Regions from separate parts of the Zea mays genome. Here region 2 is linked to region 1. The links are chromatin contacts, called in public Hi-C maps. All regions are on one chromosome and are shown on one strand. Each heading gives the region's core, a stretch centred on a gene start, on an enhancer-like site or on the middle of the called end of the contact. The rest is flanking DNA. Distances are from core to core; before and after follow the strand shown.

What was found. A called contact is a pair of places that touch in the nucleus more often than the background predicts.
Region 2: a contact with region 1 is called in a Hi-C map of ear, with 4 times the contacts expected there. The contact joins the enhancer-like site here to the promoter of LOC100216872 in region 1. A contact is called at or near these places in 3 of 25 Hi-C or Micro-C datasets (ear, tassel and an unstated tissue).

What each region holds. Positions count from the first base shown.
Region 1 is chr5:136,069,186-136,073,680 of Zm-B73-REFERENCE-NAM-5.0, reverse strand. LOC100216872 reads right to left here and starts at 1,646. Exons shown (of 9, transcript NM_001143261.1): 1 at 1,361-1,646; 2 at 829-1,102; 3 at 405-482; 4 at 77-142. The coding sequence starts at 1,620.
Region 2 is chr5:135,926,766-135,931,188 of Zm-B73-REFERENCE-NAM-5.0, reverse strand. It overlaps LOC103628471 (ADP-ribosylation factor GTPase-activating protein AGD3), which reads right to left. Exons shown (of 7, transcript XM_008648667.3): 7 at 2,105-2,328. The coding sequence ends at 2,105. Among protein-coding and RNA genes, the nearest start is that of LOC103628471, 51 kb to the right of the region's middle. Within about 2 kb of position 1,873, at least 9 of the 20 cell types and tissues checked have an H3K27ac peak or open chromatin away from gene starts, as enhancers often do. A contact at or near this core is called in ear and tassel, where this site is marked.

The sequences.
Region 1 (4,495 bases), core at 397-2,896:
TAAATACAGACAAGGAGGGGTTCAAAAGGGCAGTAGTTTATTAGTGAAATTGATTCAATAATTTTGTGATATATACCTTTCCAAACGGGGAGACAAGCTGGTGGAGAGCAGTTATTCGATCCCCTAGCTTCTCCTTCCTCACCTGGAGCAAAAGAACAAGCAAAAGATACTAAAATTGCCATCATTCCAACCCCTGCCAATCTCACACACTCTGCCACCCCACAATGATTCCATGACTGTCCATTTCAGCTTGCATGCTTCAAAGCACTCTAGCTAGCTGCTAGCGACGAGTCTGGAATGGTGGCCCATGCATGCATTGCATGCTCATGGGAGGGAGAGAGAGAGAGAGAGAGAGAGAGAGAGAGAGAGAGAGAGAGAGAGAGAGAGAGAGAGAGAGGGATGACCTTCACAGTAGATTGAGCCGGGGAGGGTTCTTGGGTCCTAGCCTTCTTGAAAGCTGATCCAGATACTGTACTGATGCACTAGTGAAAACACAGAAAGATAGAGCAAAGTCATTAAACTTTCGATTCCACGCGTCTAATTTATTTATTTACTGCTCTTATCAGATAGCATGGTCATCTATATATGTGAATTAGCACTTCCATATATATGTAGATTTAAAGTAACCAAATCACCTCTGCCTAGTTTCTCTCTCAGTCTCAGCAGCTAGGTAAGCTTAAAGAAAGGCTTTTTTTACTCTTGAGTACATTAACAATTAACGCAGCGTCGTCTAAAAGCAGGCACGATGCATATGCACATGGATAAATCAGCTTTGCATCCTCCTCCAGAGAAACTGAGACTAAAAAGGGAACAGCTTTGCATCCCTACCTCACGTGGTGAACTGCTACTGTTGTTGGAGAACTCCAGCATGTTGCTTCCGGGAGAGGTCGTCGTCGCTGTGGTTCTGGAAGAAGACCTAGGAGAGGACGCTTTCTGCTGCTGCTGGAGTACGCTGCTGCTTCCCCATGGCAACTGGATCTCGACATCACTTGTGCTGCTCCCATGGCTAGCCGCTGCGGCACCGTAGACGACGTAGCTGCTGCCGCCGCCTCCGGATTCCGAACAAATCGTAGTTGGAAACGCCATCTGCTGGCTTTCCTTGCTGCTAGTAATTAACAAATCAGCAACGTAATCAGAGGTTAAAATGGTAGCACAGTTTACTGTTAACTGAAACATGTTATCATTGTATATTTCATGCACCACCACACATGCAGTTTTTTTTTTAAAAAAAAACATTTCTTATTATCTGCGCCAGGAGGAACAAAGAGATGTTGTTGCCTGTCACACACACACACATACTAGAGATTTGAGAGAAGGAGAGAGGGGGAATAGACTATGCAGAGTGAAATGAATTACGTACTGTATGAGCTGGCTCCAAGAATCCGGCTGGCCATGGCTACTTGTGATGCTGGTGTCGTGCTGCCACGGCGACGTGCTGGTGGTGGTAGGCAGCGGGTAGTGGTTCGAGAGCAGCAGAGAGGAGAAGGATTGGAGAGGCGGCGACGACGACGAAGAAGAAGAGGGCGCGGCGGCGGCGGTGCTGCTGCTGGTGGTTGTGGACGGCATGAAAAGAGAAGCGTGGTGCTGCTGCTCAAAGGGGGGCCTCAGCAAATTATTCATGCTCCACCATCCATGGCTATGGCCTGCCTCCCCCATCTCGCGCACTAGAGCCGCCGATGATTTGTGGACGACTCCCCTATCCATATTCTCCTCCCTCTGATCCCTCCCTCCCTCCCTCTCTCTCTCTCACTGTCTCACACACAAAGCAAGGACGTGCAGGGCACCTATTGCTTGCCCTCCTCTCTCTCTCTCTCTCTCTCTCTCTCTCTCTCTCTCTCTCTCTCTCTCTCTCTCTCTCTCTCTCTCTCTCTCTCTCTCTCTCTCTCTCTCTCTCTCTCTCTCTCTCTCTCTCTCTCTCTCTCTCTCTCTCTCTCTCTCTCTCTCTCTCTCTCTCTCTCTCTCTCTCTCTCTCTCTCTCTCTCTCTCTCTCTCTCTCTCTCTCTCTCTCTCTCTCTCTCTCTCTCTCTCTCTCTCTCTCTCTCTCTCTCTCTCTCTCTCTCTCTCTCTCTCTCTCTCTCTCTCTCTCTCTCTCTCTCTCTCTCTCTCTCTCTCTCTCTCTCTCTCTCTCTCTCTCTCTCTCTCTCTCTCTCTCTCTCTCTCTCTCTCTCTCTCTCTCTCTCTCTCTCTCTCTCTCTCTCTCTCTCTCTCTCTCTCTCTCTCTCTCTCTCTCTCTCTCTCTCTCTCTCTCTCTCTCTCTCCCTAGCTTTTGTGCACTCGTCGATCGATCGCCACCATCTCTTCGAACGCGAGCCCTTTACTTGCTGAGGTCAACCTCTAGACAGAGGTGAGAGAAAGCATATGAGACCTGTTTGGTTTAGCTTTTTTCTGACCAGCTTTTCTAAGAATCTAGCTGTGCGGAGAATCTGGCTGTGTAGAGAATCTGAGTATCATTAGGATTACGTGCGAATGAAGATAAAGTTGTCCATGTGGCTCAGGATCTATAAAGTGACGGATTACTACTATTGCGACGACTCAACCGATTATATGTTTATGTTGATTTTGAATGGTTTTTACCCAAACGAATTTTATAGAAGTTGGCTGAAAAGCTGAGTGTTTGGCAGTCCGCAGCAGCTTTTGGTGGCCAGAAGCTGCGAAAAGCCGAAACAAACAGGGGCATGGGCCTTTGGAGCAGGGGAGGAATCTCAAGCGTAGTGGCACTGGCAAGAAGAAGCTAGTGGAGGAGCTGAGTGGAAGGGGGTTTTGAAAGAGGGCATGTGTTTTATTTCGACTCCCCTCCCCCTACGACTTTACCGGTTTCCTTTTCCTTGGCTGCCCATTTTCTGCCACGGCCTCTTCGTTTCATTTCTTTTGCATTTGCATCCGCCTCCTTTTGCTTTTGAGAAGAAATGGGTCAGGAAAAAGTTCGCCCTGCGTCCAGGCTTTAAGGAAGAGCCTGATTAAAGGAGAAATAATGCATGAGATGCACCCATATATACAAATAAAAGCGGCTCTCTATACATATACATAAACTAGGAGAGTACCCGTGCGTTGCAACGGAACATATAATATCATAATAACTTATATACAAATTGTGTCCTATATTGTTATAAGAAGATATTTCATAATCCATTTGTGATCCTAACCATACATAAATTTTGTTATTTTAATTTAGATGTTTCACTACTACATTGCAACCATCAGTATCATGCAGACTTCGATATATGCCACGATTTGCATGGTCTCATCATTGGAGAGCACGTGCCACACCTACCGGTAGAAGTTTTCTCGTACATCATCAGTCATCAGACACGCACCATCATACACGCTTGCTTAAATAAAAAGGCAAGTGTATGTGTTTGCGAAGAGAATTAAATACAGACCAACACAAAAGCTACCCCGACGATGGCGAGTGGTCATTGTTGTTGGTCCTCCTCTGCGTCACCTCTAGTGCCAAGATGACGCCACAGTCCTTGATATAGTAGTCGCCGAACGCGCTCGACATGGCGAGTAACGATGACTCTTGGCTGGGCTGCCAAACGAAGTGCATCCTGGGCTCATCAGCGAGGTAGTACACCTGGCCGTTGCACCACCGGATGTGCTACTCCTCGACATACATCTTGTTCGAGGACACTCACACAACGTCAGCAACGGTCATCGTCCCAGCGCACAAGAATTTGGCCGGACAGTAGTGACTTACGTGGCAGGTTGGGCTTCAGGTGGATGATGAGCTGGACGACATAATGGCGCCATCGTCGGATGCGGTGCCTAGAACAACCCGAGAGTCGTCGGCGTTGGCGACGACCATGAGGTCCCCTTTTGATGATGGACAGCGTGGTGCAGCCGCTCTGGACCGCGTCCAAGCGGCGGCTGCGCTGGAGCTTGCCAAACACAGCGGCGTATGCGGCCACGTAGGACTGCTTCCAAAGGTCCAACTGACAGTCGCCAAGCTTCTTCTCGTCATCGATGAGCGACGCCAACGCGAGCACCTCCTGCTAGTGGTGTTTGTTCGGAGTTTCCAAGTAAGAAACATGGATTCATCTTTAGCGTTGGTTTATGAAAATGACTCACAAGTCAGATCCATGGAAAAATATTACGGAGAATAAATTTCACACATGCAAAAAAAAAATTTAAGTTGGAAACATTATTCAAACAAAATAAATTGCAAGCTAGGCTCTTCTTTAAATACTACTCCCTCCATCCAAAATATAATTCAAGAATCTCGGTGATAATTATCTACTACTACTACACATTGTGCAAGGGTAGCAGGTAGGCTTCGGGAGAGATGTAGTAGATGTTTTTACTGTAATAGATGTAGACATAAACACACATGTGGTGTAGTGGTAGCTACAAGCACATTTGCTTGAGGTGTCGCGAGTTCGAATCCCCTGGAGGCCATTTGTGTTTTTTAATTTAATTTGAGCTAGGTGTGGGATGTACGTGAGAATGAGAATAGACTTTGCGGGGAGGGGGAATGAGAAAGGCGGAATAAGGAATG
Region 2 (4,423 bases), core at 624-3,123, 140 kb after region 1:
TAGATGGCGCAACAATGATTTGTCACATTAACAGTAAAATGAAAGGTTATTTGTTGGTTTTAAATGTTAGTAATTGCTACGAAGTAGCATAATTTATATGGAGCGCATCCAGTTTTTATCGATGCCTGACTTTAGCAATCACTCTATATTTTGATCTATCTTTTTTATCAGTTTGATTTCATGTGACTTATTTTAGAAACTTGAGCTCACAAACTTTCTCTTATTTGGTCTCTGTATGGTGGAATTATATCATTTTATAATTTATATTCGTCTAGTTAGTCGTTGTTAACTCTCTTCTAATTGCTCACTTCATTGGTCGTGTTGTACCAAGACATATTGTATTGAGTAAACAATAACATAAGTTAGCCAAATTAAAAAAAATATTATACAGAGAGCGGAGACAATCAATAAAAAATATTGAGATCTTTTTGGTGGATACTTTACGTGTGTATTGTTGCAAGCCGTCGCAATACACAGGCAACCGACTAGTCGTTATTTGTGTACCACTCCCATGCATAGAACAAGTTTATGCGCTGGTTATAGTGATTTAGATCTCGAGATCTAGATGCACATTTGAAGAGTCCATCAAACACTCTCTCCGTTCACAAATATCTAATGTTGTTGAGTTTTTTTTTCAAAAACTTTAATCACTCGTCTTATTAAAAAAATGATTTGTTTTATCATTTAAGGTCGTTTGAGACTGACATAAAATTTTACATTTTTAAATAAAATAAGTGATTAGAGTTTTTTTTAAAAGTCAATAACGTTAATGTAACACCACGAGAACGAGTTTAAGAACACTAGGTACCGCAATATTTTAATCTTTGATTGTTATTGGTACCTTCCGGAAAAAGAGGCAGAATGTACTATGTGGGCCAGGGTACCCGACCTACGTATTGACGTATTGTGTAGCTACATATTTGTAGGATGCTACAAATTATGTGGTGCGCGCCTATATAGGAGCTAGCCCATCTCGTATGTGTGTCCATCCCATCGTCGGTAGTTACCTGTCGGCCCGGCGCTAGCTTGTGATGATTAGCCTAATCCTAGCTTGAGACCCTAGTGTATTATGCATATATAATAACGGAAATACTACCACGTCCGCCACATCATGCAATCGTCACACTGAAGTCATCATGCATGGTATATATATGTTGCGAAGAAATTAGCTACACTCGTGAGCGCCGTGCCCCCTTTTTTTTTTTGCTTGTTCAGCTTAATCGTTGTAAGAGATTACTAGTAATATATATAGGGATCAGTGCGCGCTCAATTAGGGCTTGTACAACCATAGAAAAACAGTTGTCTATATGTGTATATACAGACAATATAAATAATAAATCATACAGTAGGTTGCCTATTTATGTCGTATATAACACTTTTAATTCATGTGTGGAACAAGGACTATAGCAGTTATACCGTGGTTGTCTTAATTAGCGTCCACATTAGATTTTTTTATTTAATTGCTGCTTACGTGGCTGCTTAGAGACGATTGTATTTGATGTATGGCGCTGTACGTGGCCTTTTATATCGTTGCGTTGTGGTGCGCAATTTAGTATGTAGCCTCTAGCTCTCGGATCATTACTATCGATGAGCAAAATAAATTAAGCAAGTGAATGAGAAAAGTCTAAAGAAACCCGTTGTTTTAATTTGTAAAATGGGATCCCAGCTGCTAGTTCAGCCAGCCTCTGCACAAACTAGCTAGTAGCTACTGCCGAGTTGATGGAGAGAGAACATGCGATAAGTGCAGGAACAACGATTATTGGTGAGTTGACCAGACGACAAAATCTGCTTGCAGCAAGCAAGGGCCTGGCCGCCTGGGGTATATAGGTGGATCAGACCAACGGACTGTTCGTGCAGATAGCTATGTAGCTCAGGCACCCCTCGTCAAAAGGAGCTGAGCTAGAGAGAGAGAGAGAGGTGGCTGTGGCTGGCCTGTGCGGAAAGGAAACGGCCCTGATCGTCTCTGAGATTGTTCAGAGTTTCCGGGCCGGGCGGCCGGCCGTGTGTGGGCACGAGGGCATCATATGGTATCGATCATGGTGCGCGGCCGGCCGGAAACCGGGAAACGTACGCAAATGATCGTGCGCCGGCCGGTCGATCGGGCCTACCAATCAGCTGCCCTGGACTCGCGGTGATCGATATCTAACAGGCGCGCGTGCGCGCGCCAGTAGCAAGCACCACCACGCTGGCCATCGATCGGCCCGTCGAAGCCCGACGACGATGAGGCGCATATCGATCCGCGCGCGCGCGCAGGCGCTCGTCGACCGTGGTGGCGGCCGGCAGTTCGAAAACCATCCGTCTCACTAGCTCTCGTCTCGTTGTCAGTGCCTGCAGATAGATGGAACGGAACGCCGCATTCGCATGCGCATGCACTGCACATGTGTGTACAGAGAGAGGAGTACTAGCACTACTACTAGGCTCGTTTCCGTTCCTCTAGTTCTCCAGCTTGTTCGCTGCGGCTTGCTGCGGCTGCAATCCGGCTGCGGCTGCGGCTTCTACAGTATTTTTCTCTCTATGGATTGCAGCTGCAGCAATCCAAACAGCTGCAACAGTGTCGACTTGTAGCCAGCCGAACACGCCCTCATCGCAACCACAGCTAGCAGCAGTAGAGAGAGTCGATCTGCAGTCGCGCTCAGCCGCGGTCGATGAGAGTCTTGCTTCAAGCATCGTCATAAAATTAAAAAGGCAGCGTAGGACGGCCGGCCGACAGCGCGTGCCGATGACCATGATGGAATGGAACGCGGCCAAGGAACCAGCGACGACGTCGTGTGACCTGTCCAATCGTACGGAAGTGAGTGGGAGGGGAGACACCGAAAAAAATAAAATGCGTGTATAACCTAAAGAACTTAGAATGGTTTTCTAGATACAAGAGACAGTTAAGCGACCGCATGATACATATGGAGTGCGTCTCATGCAGAGTTGGGTGTTGGATCGGGGGTTTGATTGACGCGTGGGGGGGAGAGATTTGGCCTGGTGTATGGTGGGTAGAGATGGTAATGGATCACGATCCAAATGCTGCTTCACAATTTGTTAGGGGCCTAAATTATTTAGTTCAAAAATAAATATAAATCGAGTTCAATCCTAATCCGATACGATTCTTAAATTTTATAATGTAAAATGTAGAGCCCATTGTCACCCCTAATGGCGGGGAACACACCCAACCACATGTGCCTCGTTATTGTGCGCGAAACAGGGGATGACTGGGACTTCATGTAACTATTGAAAGCCCTAGGCTCCCAATATACCGACCCTAGATAGCATAAAATAGCGTAAATAGTTCACATAAATAGCACACCATAAATTGCAGCTCTGTTTTTTTTTGCACACATAGCGTAAGTAGTTCACAGAAATAGCAAAAATAGTTCATAAAGATACCATAAAAACCCACCTAGCCACTGGACCACGTCCACATGCACAAGTGCATGCATGTAGATTCTAATTTTATGATAGATCCGATAATTATGGCATTTCTTGGGAGTTTTAATTGCATGTCCGCAAATTTTGGATGATATTTTCGTTTCCACTGTATACACGCAAAAATTCGATGGCTCCATAAATATAGGATTGCGCGAACAACCATGCAGCTAAGCTCGTTAGAACCAATTTATGATATATACTGATACTAATTATGCTACACGGTGTAGTTATTATGTAATTCGGCACGCTGCGTAAAAATCTATTTCTTGTTGCATGCGCATAAAGTTAGGATGGTAGGAATGTGCGATGAAAGAAAATCGATTGGCATACATGGAAACAAAAAGTCTAATTTAAATGCATTATTTCCTCCATAGATATAGGATCGCTCCAGCAGTCATGCAGCTAGACTCGTTTAAACCAGTTTATAATATATACTGATACTAATTATGATACACGGTGTAGTTATTTATCAATATGGTACACTGCATAAAAATCCGGCATGAGGTTCACTGGTGGACGCATCTCCATCACTACGGCAGCTACAGTCATTTTCGGCGGCCTCTGGTCGCCGAAAATAGTGCCTATGCCGCCGAAACTAGCTTATTTTCCGTAGCTTTAGGCCTATTTTCGGCGGTCTCTGGCCGCCAGAAAAAATTAGCCGAAAATAACAATTTATTTTTGGTGGCCATGTGTCAGCCGCCGAAAATAGCTCATTTTCGGTGGCCGGCTCACTGGTTGCCGAAAATAAATTGTTATTTTCGGCGGCTGCCACTTGGCCATCGAAATAAAGGCCACCGAAAATATGCCATGATTATTTTCGGTGGCTACAAGTTGGCCACCAAAAATTAACAATTTCAAAGAAAAAAATGAAATAAATGCAAAAAAACAGCAATTTCAGCAACAATATAATCACAATAATATGATAGAAATAGTAATTCTAGAATTACACACATTTAGCACAAAGTATTGCAATTCTTCACAACCACATTGTAGTTCACCAAAATCA